2 separate regions of the Sus scrofa genome follow, and region 2 is linked to region 1. Evidence: chromatin contacts called from public Hi-C data. All regions are on one chromosome and are shown on one strand. Each heading gives the region's core, a stretch centred on a gene start, on an enhancer-like site or on the middle of the called end of the contact. The rest is flanking DNA. Distances are from core to core; before and after follow the strand shown. Region 1 holds the start of GJB3 (gap junction beta-3 protein). Region 2 holds the start of ZMYM1 (zinc finger MYM-type protein 1).

The links. Hi-C and Micro-C count contacts between places; a contact is called where the count stands out from the background.
Region 2: a contact with region 1 is called in a Hi-C map of liver, with 4 times the contacts expected there. The contact joins the promoter of ZMYM1 here to the promoter of GJB3 in region 1. A contact is called at or near these places in 2 of 47 Hi-C or Micro-C datasets (epiblast stem cells and liver).

What each region holds. Positions count from the first base shown.
Region 1 is chr6:91,026,949-91,034,839 of Sscrofa11.1, forward strand. It overlaps GJB3 (gap junction beta-3 protein), which reads left to right and starts at 4,430. Exons shown (of 3, transcript XM_021095864.1): 1 at 4,430-5,038.
Region 2 is chr6:91,308,173-91,316,063 of Sscrofa11.1, forward strand. ZMYM1 (zinc finger MYM-type protein 1) reads left to right here and starts at 3,982. Exons shown (of 11, transcript XM_021095889.1): 1 at 3,982-4,139.

The DNA.
Region 1 (7,891 bases), core at 3,180-5,679:
CGATGCAAGTGAGCTGGCAAAGAGGCTCTGCCTAGATGCACCCAACTTTTGCTTCACAGATAGGAGCCTGTGTCTGTCACCAGTGAGCTCCCTGCTCTCCTGGAGAGTTTCAAAGAATGTCCTAAAGAGTGACTGCTGGAGTTCCCGCTGTGGCGCAAAGGGATCAGCAGCATCTCGGGAGCCCCTGGACGAAGATTCAATCCTTGGCCAGGCACAGTGGGTTAAGGACCCTGCATGGCCACAGATGCAGCTTAGGTTACAACTGCAGCTCGGATCTGATCCCTGGCCCAGGAACTCCATATGCCCAAGGGCGGCCAAAAAGGAAAATAAGAGTGACTGTTGAGGGAGTGGGTGAGGTCACTTCAAGTGGGGTGACGACAGTACCTGTAGCAGAAGCTGAGACCCAAATAAGGAGAAGCCTGCCAGGTCAAGGGCCGTCCAGGCAGAGGAAACAGCAAATACAAAGGCCAGAAGCCTGGACCGAACATGGCTGTTTGTGGGACAGAAAGTAGGCCAGTGTGACTAGGGAGCAGTGATCAAGGGAGGTGGGTGGTGAGGCAAGACTAGGTCATTTGGGGTTTGGAGGCCATCAGCAGAGTGGGTGTCAGTGTACAAGTAATGGTAAGTCACTGTAAGCTTTATAGGGGTGGCGTGATCTGATTTATATCATTAAAGCAGTACTTTAACTAACTAGAAGAAACCATGGGAGAAAACCTGTTTCCAACTCTCAGAGTGGGGAAGGCATTTCTAATTATGACCAAACCCAGAGGCCATAAAAGATAAGACTGATACATTTGACTACATTAAAAAAATATATTTAATTCTGCATGGCGAAAACTCTACAAGCAGAGTCAAAATACAAGTGTCAAACTTGGAGGAGAGGGTAAAATCCTTGTTATTTGTATCATAGGCTATGTTTTTTAATATGTAAAGAGCTTCTAAGAAATCAATAATTTTAAAAAGGCAAACATCCAACAGAAAAAGGGGCAAAGGCAAAGGGCAGTTCACAGAAAAATAAATACAAGTGGCCCCTAAGTGTGTGAAAAGATGCTCATTCTTACAATAAGAGAAATGCAAAACAATACTATAATGAGATACCACTGGCAAAGTTCATAAAGTCTGATAATGCTCTATATTGGCAGGAATATGGGGAATCAAGCGCTCTTACATCCAATGGTAGTATTAATGATACATCCATGGAAGGATTTGGCAATATCTATCAAAATTTTTAATAAGCATACTTTAACTCCCAAATTCCACTTCTAAAAATATATCCTTCAGGGAGTGAGTGCCCTGGTGGCCTAGCAGTTAAAGATTTGGTGTCGTCACGGCCATGGCTGGGGTTCAATCCCTGGCTTGGAAATTTCCAAATGCCATGGGCACAGCCAAAAAAAAATATGTCCTACAGACACAATAAAAAATGTGTTTATTGATGCTTGTCCCAGCAATGATGTTTACAACAGAAAGAATTACAAGATTGAAAACATCTTTAATGTCCATGGATACGGGAGTGATTAAATACTCAGCTTGGTTTTTTAAATTTTATTGAAGTATAGTTGATTTACAATGTTGTGTTAACTTCTGCTGTATGGCAAAGTGACTCAGTTATATCTATATCTGTATCTATCTATATACCCTCTTTTCCATATTCTTTTCCACTATGGTTTATCACAGGATATTGAATAGAGTTCCCTGTGCTATACAGTAGGACCTGGTTGTTTATCCATCCTACATATGATAGTTTGCCTCTACTAATTCCAAATTCCCATTCCTTCCTTCCCCCGACCCCTGCCCTTGGCAACCAGAGGTCTGTTCTCTATATCTGTGAGTCTGTTTTTGTTTTATAAAAATGTTGATTTGTGTCCTATTTTAGATTTCACATGTGAGAAATGGTATTTGTTTTTTGTTTGTTTGTTTTGGGTTTCTTGTCTTTTTAGGGACGCACCCAAGGCTTACAGAAGTTCCCAGGCTAGGGGTCAGAGCTGTAGCTGTCTGCCTACGGCTACAGCCATAGCAAGGACAGATCCAAACTTCATCTTCGACCTTCACCACAGCTCACAACACAGATCCTTGACCCACTGAGTAAGGCCAGGGATTGAACTCACATCCTTGTGGACACTAGCTGTGTTTGTCACCTGCTGAGCCACAAGGGGAGCTCCTCAAATGGTATTTGTTGTTCTCTTTTTGACTTACTTCACTTAGTATGATAACCTCTGGTTGTATCCATGTTGCATTATTCATATCCATGCCACTATTTCATTCTTTTTAATGGCTGAGTAATATTCCATTGTATATACCACATCTTCCTCATCTATTCTATGGACATTTAGGTTGTCTCCAGATCTTGGCTCTTGTACGTAGTGAGCTGCTTTGTTTTACGAGACAGCTCTATATCTACTATAGGGGAAAGTTCAATTACTATTCAAGCACTTAAAAAAAAAAGAACGTGACAGCTCTATATCTACTGAGAGAGGAGAATGTGCTATATAGTTTGTTATAACAGTCAAATGCAGACCAGGTACATAGTCGACCTCCACAGGGTAAATGGAAAAAGAAGACGATCTATGGAGTCGAATACAGAATCAATGCAATTGATTTTAGGAAAGGAAACAAATAACTGGAAGCCTGGTGGTCATGTGAGCAGCCTGGTGCATTTCAGGGAGCTCAGGGCTGGCACTAGAAGTGTGGGACTCAGCCCATGGATGGTGCTGGAAGCCCAGGACTGGGTGAGCTCACCCAGGAGAGAAGAGGCTGAGACCGGAATGTGAGGTCTCCGAGGGGCAAGGAAATTATGAGGGTGGCTGCCAAGGGAAGAAAGTGTTTTGAGAAGGAAGGAGTAGTCAGCTGTGTCAGGTGCTTCTGAAAGTGCAGGAGAATAGGGCAGGGTCAAGGTTGTTGGACTTGGCCCCTGGAGATCCAGGCGAGGAAGGGAGGAAGAAGTTTTGCTCTGAAATGCAGCAGAGCAAGAGGCAGCAGGGAACAGGCGGCAATACGGACCCCCCCCCAACACATAGGACACCATCATATTCACACATCTCCTCACACAGACACATGCAGAGAAGCACCCAGAACACCCCAGCACTGTTGTCTCAGCAATGATTTTTTTTTTCTTTTTATGGCCACACTTGTGGCATATGGGAGTGCCCGGGCTAGGGGTCGAATCAGAACTGAAGCTGCTGGCCTATGCCACAGCTTGAGGCAACATCAGATCCTTAACCCATTGAACAAGGCTGGGAATTGAACATGCATCCTCACAGAGACAACGCTGGGTTCTTAACCCCCTGAGCCACAATGGGAACTCCTCAGCAATGATTTTCAAAGCAAAAATGACCTCTGCAGGGGGAACCCTGTGGCTTTGCCCAATCCAGAAACTCAGCACAGCTGAGGCCTTCACAGCTGGCTCTGCTCCTACTTATCTGTGACAGTGGGCAAGTCTCCCAACTTCTGGGTGCCTCAGTTTTCTCATTCATAAAAGTAGGAAGGCTGGAGTTCCCGTCGTGGCGCAGTGGTTAACAAATCCGACTAGGAACCATGAGGTTGCGGGTTCGATCCCTGCCCTTGCTCAGTGGGTTAACGATCCGGCGTGGCCGTGAGCTGTGGTGTAGGTTGCAGACGCGGCTCGGATCCAGTGTTGCTATGGCCCTGGTGTAGGCCGGTGGCCACAGCTCCTATTCAACTCCTAGTCTGGGAACCTCCATATGCCGCGGGAGCGGCCCAAAGAAATAGCAAAAAGACAAAAAAAAAAAAAAAAAAAAAAAAAAAAGTAGGAAGGCTTATACCTTCCTCACTGGGCACTGTGACAACAAAATAAAGCCCGAGGGACAATGTCTGGCACAGATGTCTCCGAGCCCCCCCACCCCAACCCCCTGAAGTGTTAGTTTTCTACCCAGAGTAGTAGGTAGAGTGATGGTGTAATTGATCTTCCCAAGTTTGGGGGTACTTTTGAGAATTAAAGGGGTATTATTAATTACGCCAGGGCCACAGGCATAAGCCAGTACAAGCCTGGGAAAATGCCATGTACAGTCACTCTCCTGCTAACATCATCTCAGATGAGACAGGGAAGACTCAGTCCCTTTGGTGGCTAGGATTCCCAGGACTCCCCGGGAGGCCGGAAACCCTGGGAGTTCCCCGACCAGGCTGAGGCTCAAGGGCTCTCACTAGGTTCCTAGTCTGTTTGTTTACACTGGTAAATAAAAGAGTCCTTGTCCCCAGAGTCCAGTTCAGCCCAGCCCCGCCCAGCCCCAGACACACACACACACACATACACAAAACCGCCTCCCCCTGCAGGGGGTCTAAAGCCACAGGCTCCGCTCTTCCACCTCCCTCTTAACTCCCCCTCCCCGGCCTCGGTAGGATCTGCCCCTCTTAGTAGTTCCTGGCAACGACCTCCCCCCATTCCAGCCCTCGCCCCTGGACAAGGGATTCCCCCCCCCCACCAATCTCCTTTCCAGGTACAGCGCCTCTTCCTGCTGCCCCCTACCCTGGTTCTGCAAAGTGTGCATACCCCATTCGAGGACACCGAGTTTGAGCCAGGAACTAATGCGGGAGGGCAGCCGCCGGGAGTGTCCTCACGCAGAGTCGAGGCCAAGTGCTAGGCGGAGACAGTGACCCGCAGGGCGCTGACTGAGTCCCCGTGGTAACACGTGGGCGAGTCTTGATTGCAGCCCGTCCGGGGACCACTTGGCGCTTCGTTTAGAGCGCTTCACACCGCGAATCTCACTGGAGCCTTTGCCACAGCCCTGCCCAGGGCCACCGCTGCCCCCATTTCACACGCGAAGAAACCGAGGCTAAGGTTTCAAGCCCCGGAGTAGGTTGCCAGGGGACCGAGTGGCAGCGTTGCGGCTAGAACCAGACCCCCTGCGGCGGGCCAGCTCTCAAGCTCCTCCCCCGACCCTCCCTCCTCCACGCCGCCCCCGGGGTGTGCCTGACGCCACGCGTCTCGCCGCGACTACAGAGTCGCAGTTCGCACCCAGATCTCCTCTGCTGCGGGTCTCGAAGACTTGGGGTCCCGGCCCCCCCGCTGGCCTCGCCGCTGCGGGTAAGTGCGGGGCGCCCGCACCCCGACCCCGCGACCCGAGGCGGGGCTGGGGCTCGATCCTGCCTTCGGGTTAGGCTGAGACGGTGGGGTGAGAGGATGGGAGGCGGTGGAAGGACTCTCCCCCACCCCACTCCCCATCTGGCTTCTCACCCCTTGGTTCTGGGTGCGGTGGGCGCTCTAGCTGCGGAAGATTCCTGCAGAGTCCCTCCCACGTCCGCAAACAGCCAAGACGCCGGGAATCGACCAAGACTTTTGGGGGCCGGGGCCGGGGGAGGTGGGGGTGTTCCGAGGAGGGGGGGGCGGTGGGCATTACGGAGTGGTGATAAAAGCTGGGTGCGGCTTGGCTCCCTACCCCGACCCCCCGCCTCCCGACAGGCGAAAAGCGGATAGCTGGGAGCCGGTGTTGGGGGACTGCAGGGGGAACCAGAACCGGCTCCACCGGTCCCGGGCCAGGGCTTGGAGGGAAATTCTTTGCCAGTGAGTCCCTAGGGTGTGTCAGGCAGGACTAGGCAGACACGACTGGAAGGGAAGGTGGGGGCGAAAGAGGAGGTTGCCCCCAGGTGGGCCCTCCAGGGAGGGTGTCAGGTGGAAGCCCCTGTCAGGGCCCCTCTCCTCCCTGGGCTGTCCCGAGGAGGCTCCAACCTCCCCTGCAGGTTTCTTGAACTCTCACCAGGTGAGTGGCAGGCTGGGGAGGGAATGGTTTTTTATGATACTCAAGAAAGTAGGAATGATTTCCCTTTAGAGATAAGGAAAGAAAGTCAAGGAGATTAGGAAATCTTGGAAGTCACTCACGTAGAAGGGGTAGAGCTGAGTCTCCAATTCAACTGTGATCCTACTTTCTCTATACATCCCAGTGTCCCTCCGCAAAGGACAGGTCTTAGAAGGAGTGAGTAGCAAAGACACTTCCTCGCCTCCACCCCCACTGCATGTGGAAGTTTCCAGGCCAGGGATAGAACTGCAGGCACCTGAGCAAGAGCACAGACAACACAGGATCCTGAACCGTTAGGCCACCAGGAAACTCCAGACCCTTTTTTTTTGGGGGGGGGGTCTTTTTTGCCATTTCTTGGGCCGCTCCCGCAGCATACGGAGGTTCCCAGGCTAGGAGTCCAATCGGAGCTGTAGCCACCGGCCTATGCCAGAGCCACAGCAACACAGGATCTGAGCCGCGTCTGCAACCTACACCACAGCTCACGGCAACGCTGGATCCTTAACCCACTGATCGAGGCCAGGGATCGAACCCACAACCTCATGGTTCCTAGTCAGATCTGTTAACCACTGCGCCACAACAGGAACTCCACAGACACTTTTTTTAATACTAAGAATTGTATTGTGTGCTGCTGCCAGTGTATATATCACCCTTGTGAAACAGAAATTCATGAAATTCAGAAGTAGATGATTAAACAAATACTTTAATTCCCAATGGTGATTAAATTCTAGGAAGAAAACAAAGGGGATGGGAGCAGATTGACTGGGAGGGCAGGGACTTCCAGATCCAGGGTTATCTGGGGAGGCCTCTACAGAGAGGATGTTTCAGCAGAGCCCTCATTGATGAGAAGGAGCCAGCCATGCAAGGTTCTGGAGGAAGAGCATTCCAAGCAGCAGGAGTAATTACAAAGCCCCGGAGGCCCCCATCGTAGCCTGGGCATTGAGAGGCAGTGGTGCGGGGCGGAGGGGGGCGGGCATGTAAGAGCATAGGGTGAGAATGTAGAATCTGGGATTTCATTCTAAGTGTAATGTTAAGATAGGAGAAAGCTTTAAATAAGGGAGTCATGCGATCTGACTTAATGGACTCCAAGAGCCAACCAAGAGCCCACGGCATTAACAGAATGATGGTGGCCTGGAGCAGGGTGGTGGCAGTGGAAGGGTGAGAAGCAGTGGCCCAGGGGGTGGACCTGCAGGCATCATGCATGCTCAGAGTCACAGAGTAGCTGCAGGAGCACCCGAATGTACACATAAGCCCACACCTCTGCTGCATGCAGACACTAGGTGCACCGAGGCAGACCCACCAGTCCACTCCCTGAGTCAATCCAGGACTGGGAGGGAGGTGTGTGATCCGGCGACCTGAACGAAGCATGTTTCCCTTCACAGAGCCCGAGTATCCGGCATGGCTGTGGTGGCTGGAGCTCCCCCAGGATCTGGCACAGGGGAAGCGGAGAGGGGTGTCTGTAGATTTTTCCCTAGATCTGGTGTCCAAAGGAACCAGGGAAATACCCCCTGCTCGCACCCCCCAACCTGAACTGGGCTCCTAACTTCACCACCCACTCTGAGACCTTGGGGAGGGTCTTTCCCCCTCTCTAAGCCCTAGGTTCCTCTCTGTAGAATGGGCTTCATAAACACCAAGTTCACAGGACAGTAGCGAGGCACCAACAAGTTAATTTTGAGAACCTGGTCCAGGGCAGGCATCCAGCAGAGAAGGAGAGGAAGTGGTGGAAAGCCCAGCCCTGAATCCCAAGCTAGTTGTGTTTTTGTTTTGTTTTATTTGTCTTTTGTCTTTTTAGGGCCACACTCTCTGCATATGGAGGTCCCCAGGCTAGGGCTGGAATCAGAGCCGTAGCTGCCGCCCTACACCAAAACCACAGTAACAGGATCCAAGCCAAGTCTGTGACCTACGCCACAGCTCACAGCAATGCCGGATCCTTAACCACTAAAGGGGGCCAGGGATCAAACTCGCATCCTCATGGATACAAGTCAGGTTCGTTATAGCTGCACCATAATGGGAACTTCAAAGCTAGTTGTTTTGGTTTTTTGTTGTTGTTGCTGTTGTTTTTGCTTTTTAGGGCTGCACCCGAGGCATATGGAGGTTCCCAGGCTAGGGGTCCAATCAGAGCTGTAGCTGCCAGCCTATGCCATGGC
Region 2 (7,891 bases), core at 2,732-5,231, 280 kb after region 1:
AAAAAAAAAAAAAAATTACCACCATCTAGTACAGTGCCTGTCACATAAACAACACTCAACAGATATTTTTTAATAATAATTAATTTATTCAGCACCTACTTCTTTTTTTTTGTTCTTTTTGCCATTCCTTGGGCTGCTCCCTAGGGACCCAATCAGAGCCGCAGCCAGTGGCCTACGCCAGAGCCACAGCAACTCAGGATCCGAGCTGCGTCTGCAACCTACACCACAGCTCAGGCAACGCCTGATCGTTAACCCACTGAGCAAGGGCAGGGATTGAACCTGCAACGTCATGGTTCCTAGTCAGATTCATTAACCACTGCACCACAACAGGAACTCCTTTTCAGCACCTACTTTAGGGCAGATATCATGCTTTACATACATTATCCCATCTGATCTCAGCAACTCCACAAAGAAAGTATTATTGGGTGTCCTCACTGTGACTCAGTGGGTTAAGAACCCGAATAGTATCCATGAGGATGCAGGTTCAGTCCCTGGCCTTACTCAGAGGGTTAATGATCCGGCATTGCTGAAAGCTGTGGCATAGGTTGCAGGTGCAGCTCAGATCTGGCTTCACTGTGGCTGTGGTGTAGGCAAGCAGCTGCAGCTGTTATTCAACCCCTAGCCCAGGAACTTCCAAATGCCATGGGTGTGGCCCTGAAAAGAAAAAAAGAAAAAATAAGCCAGTTTCAAGGTGAGTTTATTTAGTACTTTGTCATTTGAATTCATAGTCGAAAGAATTACATTGAGAAATAGAAACAAATATATCCTGAGGCAGAAAGGATACATTCACCTATTCAGTTCATTAAACAAATATTTACCTAGTGACTAGCTGCCCCCCTATTGTGTTACCTACTAGGGTATGAGATGTAACAAAGATATCCATTTTCAAAACCAGAGAAAGTGTATATCAGGCAGAGATGCAGAGCAAGACCTAGACAGAAAGTTTCATTTGAGTTTGTGTGATAACCAGAAAATAAAACCCAGAATGTATTTCAAATGGTTGTCCTGAGACACATAATTAGGGTGCTTTTTAAAAAAAACTTATTTTAGCGTAAACAATCTTAAGGATGGAGACGGGCTCTTCCAGGAGAAAAACAGAATTATGATTCATTCTTATTCTCTCCGTTGCACATTTTTCACTTATTGCCAATTAGCTGTGTACTAAAAAGCTGATTAGTGCTTGTTGTGTACTAACAAGTAATCATGTATTACTATTTTGCATCATTCTTTGACTCTTGATTTTATTTTTCTTGGCCACGCACACAGCATATGGAAGTTCCTTGGCCAGGGACTGAACCCATGCCACAGCAGTGACCCAAGCCACTGCAATGCTAGTGCTGGATCCTTAACCTACTGTGCCGCAAGAGAACTCCATGACTCTTGATTTTTTTTTCCCCTGAATTTATGAAGTTTCTCCTCATTATAATAGTGATACAGGGAATTCCTGCCATGGTGCAACGATAATGAACCTGATTAGTATCCATGAGGATGTGGATTTGACCCCTGGCCTTGATCAGTGGGTTAAGGGTCCAGTGTTGCCATGAGCCATGGTGTAGGTCACAGATGTGGCTCGGATCCTGCCTTGCTGTGGTTGTGGTATAGGTCAGCAACTGCAGCTCCAATTTGACCCCTAGCCTGGGAACCTTCATATGCCATGGGTACAGCCCTAAAAAGACAATAAATAAAGTGATACAAGGTTATGATTGGGGCTATTTAGGAGATAAATAGATAACATTTTATGAGTTCCCATTGTGACTTAGCAGGTTAAGAACCCAACATAGTGTTCATGAGGATGTAGGTTTGATCCCTGGCCTCACTCAGTGGGTCAGGGATCCAGCATTGCCTTGAGCTGTGGTGTAGGTTGCAGATGTGGCTCGGATCTTTATGGCTGTGCCTGTAGCGCAGGCTGGCAGCTGTGGCTCTGATTCTCTCCCTAGTCTTGGACCTTCCATATTCCATGGGTGTGACCCTAAAAATAAAATAAAATATCTCAAATCCTCCCAATAGCTCCAGTGGGGTTTACTGTAATCCATTTTTACAGATGAAGAAACTGAGGCTCAGAAAGCTCAAGGGACTTGCTCAAGCCATAGCTTGTTAGTGGTAACATCTCCATGGTCCCCTAAATTCATCATTAAACTTTATCTTTTATCATCCTATTATGACCTGAGGAATAGCACAACTGTTTGATCCTATACTTATTTGTTGAGGTGTTGAGACTGTTAAATTTTTTAAATAGCGTTTAAAACAACCATGATTTTTTTTTTTGCCACACCGTTTTGAGATTATTTTAATGTTAATATACTGAGAGCTCCTCAAAATGGAAGAAGCCTGAACTCTCTTTCTCTTATTGAAACCAAAACACGTTTGACTTTAATGCAGCCAAAACCCAGATTGGGACTTGAACTCACAGGTGTTTTTTGGTTGTTGTTTTTTTTTTTTTTTTGGCCGCCCCACACCACATGGAGCTCCCAGGCCAGGGATCAGATCCGAGCCAAACCTACTGTGCCAGGCCAGGGATTGAACCTGCGTCCCGTGCTCCCAAGAGGCTGCTGATCCTATTGCACCACAGTGGGACTGCCAAACCCACAGTTTTTAAATTAGAATCATTCACCTGTTGTCTGGACTTGCTCAAGTTTTTTTGTGTCTTAGGGCAGAAGGAACTCAGCGAGCGGCAACGTGATAGGAAAGAAATGGATATATAAAATAGGACATGAGGAGTTCCCTTCGTGGCTCAGCAGAAATGAATCTGACTAGGAACCATGAGGTTGCGGGTTCTATCCCTGGCCTCGCTCAGTGGGTTAAGGATCTGGCACAGCCTTAAGCTGTGGTGCAGGTCGCAGAAGTGGCTCGGATCTGGTGTTGCTGCTGCTGTAGCTCTGATTGGACCCCTAGCTTGGGCTAGGACAGTGAGGGATACAAGCAGGCAGATGGGGTGGTTCTGTCCTGAGGATTAGGATCAGATTACAATCCAAGGAAAGTGGGGAGGGGAAGAAGACCTCCTTCTTCCTTATTTTTCAGGCTTACAGCATTAGCTCCTCCTTTGTATCAGGTAAGAGAGTATTTGACCCTATGAGATCAAACTAGGATTTTCGTGGTGCTTATTCAAATCAGCAGAAGGGACCTAACATAAACTAAAATATGTTGAATCATCTCAGGTTTCTGTATAATGAGGGTCTCCTATTTTGGAATATCATCCTTAGCTTAAATTCCTGTCCTTGAGCCTAAGGATCATTATTTTTGCTGAACTTGAATGTAGGTCCCATTTCATCTTTATCATGCTTCTATTTATGGTTTTATAGGTAAGCACACCTGCTTCATTCCACCACATTCTGATGGCTTTCCTGAGTAATTATTAACTTACAGTGATCTCCCAAAGTTCCTTAGTTTTCCCTATATATAATCCCCTAGTGGGACTTCTACAACTACCTGTGTAACTATCCTATTCTATCCCTATCATTATCTCTGCAGATTAATTCTTTTTGGTGGGAATATACTCTATACCTGGCACTTTACTAACCATTGCCTTTTCTTTTTTTGGACACACTCAAAGGCATGTGGAAGTTCTTGGGCTAGGGACTGAATTCAAGCCACGTGCAGCAAGGTGACATCCTTAACCCGCCATGCCAGGAACTGGCGGGAACTCCTAACCATTATCTTCCTAATCTTCGCAAGTTTATACTGTAGGCACTATAATTATCCCGAGATAATTGGTGAAGAAATTGGTATGTTACCGAAGTTGCCAACAGAGCCATATCTCGAATTCAGTAAATGTAATTGCCTCTCCTGAGCTCTATCTAAGTCAACGTCGGCTGCTGCTCTAGCTAAATTTGACTGCCATCTAGACAAGGCTTCAAGGGCTAATAGCTAAGCGCCTATCCGCCCAGTCCAACCCGCCCCTCTCCCACCCCTTTTCTAGTCCCAAAGCCTCCTTTTTCGACTGCTGGAGCAGGAGCCAAGCCCAGCGGAGTGCACTGCGCAGGCTCGGCCGCAAAGCACTACGGGAAGGGGGTGGGGTCTGTGTGACCATTTCGCGTCGCAGTTTCTTTGAGAATCCTGGCGCGGTGAACGTCCTTCAGCGAAACTTGTGAACCTCCTTGAGCGGCTGTGGCGTTGGTCTTTAGTCCTGTGCTTTACCCGAGGTAGGTGGAGAGTTTCGCCAGTCGGAGGGAGGATGAAGTGTCCGGGAGGCCCGGGTTCTGGGGACCCGGCCTGCGTGTGGATGTCGCCTTATGGGGGTGGGCGTTCAGGGTCACGCCGCCGGGTCGTGTTTGTCGTCTCCTTTCACGTTGCGCTCCGAGTAGGGTGTCGTGGTCTACAGCTTCCAACGTTTCTCGCCGGCCGCCTGCTGCTCCTGCGGTGTAACTGGGATTTCAGCCTTTGGTCTCCCTCCTCGGCTTCCGCTTCTAAAGCATACATTTGATCACACCTGTGGCTCTCCTTCGTTAAGCAATGAATGATTTTTTTTCAAACTTAAAAAAATCGTGGAACTCCTTTTGCAAGTAGAGTTGTAACAGGATCTGAGCCAAAAGAAGTTTTTTTTATTTTTAATTACTTTAAAATCTTGGCTCGTGCTGTATTCTGATTTGAAATGGGGATTAGATGAAGGTGCAAGAACTGTATTACTCTTAACCGTGATGGAAGCGGGAATCAACACTTTGCCCATTTAACTCTTAGGTTGAGGCAAGAGCATTAAATAAATTTTTAGATTAAAAAAAAATACAAATGAAATGATTCCTTAACGCCAAAAGTTTCTATGTACAAAATTAAGTTCAAGGTTTTTGGTGTTCAGGGATCTTCCCGATATGACCCATGCTTTTCTAACTTAATTTCCTTCCACTATCACGCTTACTTTATCTTCAACAATAACTTCATTTCTTAAAATTCTCATATGTTTGTGTTTTTCCACAAGCTATCCCTATACCTTGACTATCCCCCATCATTGTTTCATAGACAGCTCCTTTATGGTGGTGCTTGTTTGTTTTTGACAGCTCCCACACATGCCAAAGTTCTCCTGTCAGGGATCAAACCCTCCCCACAGCAGCGACCCCAGCCAGCCGCAGCAGTGACAACGCTGGATCCTTAACCTGCTGAGCCACTGGGAAACTCCAGACCCCTACTTTAAAACCCAGCTCAAGGGAGTTTACCTTGTGGCTCAGCAGGTTAAGAACCCAACATGGTGTCTTTGAGGATGCAGTTCTATCCCTGGACTCAGAGGATCTGGTGCTGCTGCAGTGGCATAGGTCACAGATGAGCCTCAGATCTGGTGTTGACATTGCTATAAAGCAGCTGCAGCTTCCATTCGACCCCTAGCCCAGGAACTTTCATATGCCAAAGATGCGGCCTTAAAAAAATTAAAATTAAAAAAGTAAACTAAAACCTAGTTGAAATTTAACCTTTTAGAAGATTTCTTTGACCATTTTCTCTTCCCTCATTTCTGCTTTGTACCTCATATATGTTTACATTGTTGCAGTTATCATACTGTTCTAGGCAGAGGTTTTGTTTTGTTTTGTTTGCTTTTGAGGCATATGGAAGTTCCCAGACTAGGGGGTTGAATCTTTGCAGGCCTAGGCCACAGCAACTCCAGATCAGAGTGGAAACTTCCACCTACACTGCAGCCCATGGCAACACTGGATCCTTGACCCACTGAGTGGGACCAGGGACTGAACCTGCATCCTCATGGATACTAGTTGGGTTTGTTACCGCTGAGCCACAACAGGAACTCTAGGCAGAGGTTTATGAGAGTCTGCACACCCTAGTCTAACCCCCATATCTATGCACTTCATAAGTAGTGGCTCCCCATTACCACAGAACTAAGAATGGACACATTTTAGTTTCTTTTGAGAAGCATTTAGGCTTCTGCCTCCCTCTCCCTCTCATGCCAGCAAAAGAGCTTGCAGAACTCAGCAAACCTTTGCAAAGTGTAATGCATAAAGAAGTAGCTGTAGGAGTTGCTGCTGTGGCTTGTATCCATACCACACCATCTTGATTACTATGACTTTTAGTAAATTCTCCAACTTTTTTCTTTTTTGAGATTGTAGTGCCTATTCTAGGTTGTGTCTTCATTTTATGTACATTATAATCTTCTTTAAAGTTCCATAAAAACTCCCGCTAGGATTTTTTTTTTTCTCATTCTTGCGCCATGTGGAAGTTCCCAGGCCAGGGACAGAACGCATGCCACAGTGGTGACAACTCTGGACCCTTAACCCCCTAGGCCACCAGGGTACTCCAGGATGTTTTAAAATATTGACCTTGTGGGAGTTCCCTGGTGGCGAGTGGGTTAAGGATCCAGCATTGTCAACAGCTGTGGCTCAGGTTCAGTCTCTGACCCAGGAATTTCTGTATGCCGCAGGTGCAGCCAAAAAAAAAAAAAAAAATACACACGCACGCCTTGTATTATTCCATGATCCTGCTGAATTTTACTCTAGTAGTTTTATGGGGGCAGGGGGAAAGGAAGAGGAGATTCCTTAGGGTTTACTATATATGCAATCATGCTGTTTACAAATAAAGACAATTTGTTTACTTCTTTTCCGATCCTTATGCCAAATTTCTATCATGTATTTCACTTGAGCTTAAAGAATTGCCTTTAGGAGTTCTCATTGTGGCTCAGTGGAAACGAATCTGACTAGTATCCATGAGGACACAGATTCAATCCCTGGCCTTCATCAGTGGGTTAAGGATCCGGCATTGCCGTGACCTGTGGTGTAGGTCTCAGATGAGACTCAGATCCCACGTTGCTGTAGCTATGGTGTGGGCTGGCAGCTACCGCTCTAATTGGACCCCTAGTCTGGGAATCTCCATATGCTGAGAGTGCAGCCTTAAAAAGACACACATACACACAAGCCCTTTAGTATTTCTACAGTGTAGGTTTTGCTGGTGGTAAATTCTTACATTTTCACTTATCTAAAAATGTCCTTATTTCACCTTTATTTTTGAAGGGTATTTTTACTGACTAGAATTTTACGTTGCTCACCCCCCCAGCATTTTAAAGATAATCCCACTGCTCTCTGGCCTTCATTGTTTCTGACCAGACAGCCTTCATTCTTACTTTTGTTACCCTGTATGTTAATGTCCTTTTTCTCTAGCTGCTTTTAATATTTTCTTTTTATCTTTGGTTTTCACCACACTGACTGTGATGTGTGTAGTTGTGTTTTCCTTTATATTTGCCTTACTTTTATTCATAGAACTTCTTGAATTCATGTGGTTTTGTGTTTTTGTTCATTTTGAGGAAATTGTCCAGCCAGTATTCTTCAAACATTGCTTCTGTCGCATTGGCTGTTTTCTCTCATTTTCGGACTTTGTTTACGTGTGTGTCAGACCTCTTTGCTCTGTGTCACAGGTTGTTTACATTACTTGTGGGTTTTTTGGCCACCTCCAAGACATGTGGAAGGTCAGGGATTGAACCCATGCACAGCAGTGACCTGAGCCATTGCAGTGACAGTGCTGGACCCTTAACCCCGCTGCACCATAAGGAAACTCCATTATTTGCTTTTTATTTTTATCCTTTTATGCATCAGTCTTACTACTATCTACTAACTTTTTTTTAAGTGAATTCCAGGATTCTGCTGAACTTTTCCATCTTCATATTTTCCTAAACCCATCAAAGTCCTTACCTGATAATACCAATATGAGTCACCTTGGGTCTCTTGGGTTTGTTTCTGTTGTTGTTTTCGGTCTTGTTGAGTTTTGGTTGGCTGCACTGGTGGCCATATGGCAGTTCTCTGGCCAGGAATTGAATTGGAGCTGCTACTGTGACCTGTGCCTCAGCTGGCAGCAATGCTGAAACCTTAGCCCACTGAGCAAGGCTAGGAATCAAACCTACATCCTCACAGAGACGATGGTTCCTTAACCCACTGAGCCATAATGGGAAATCCTGCCCATACATTTTTATTCT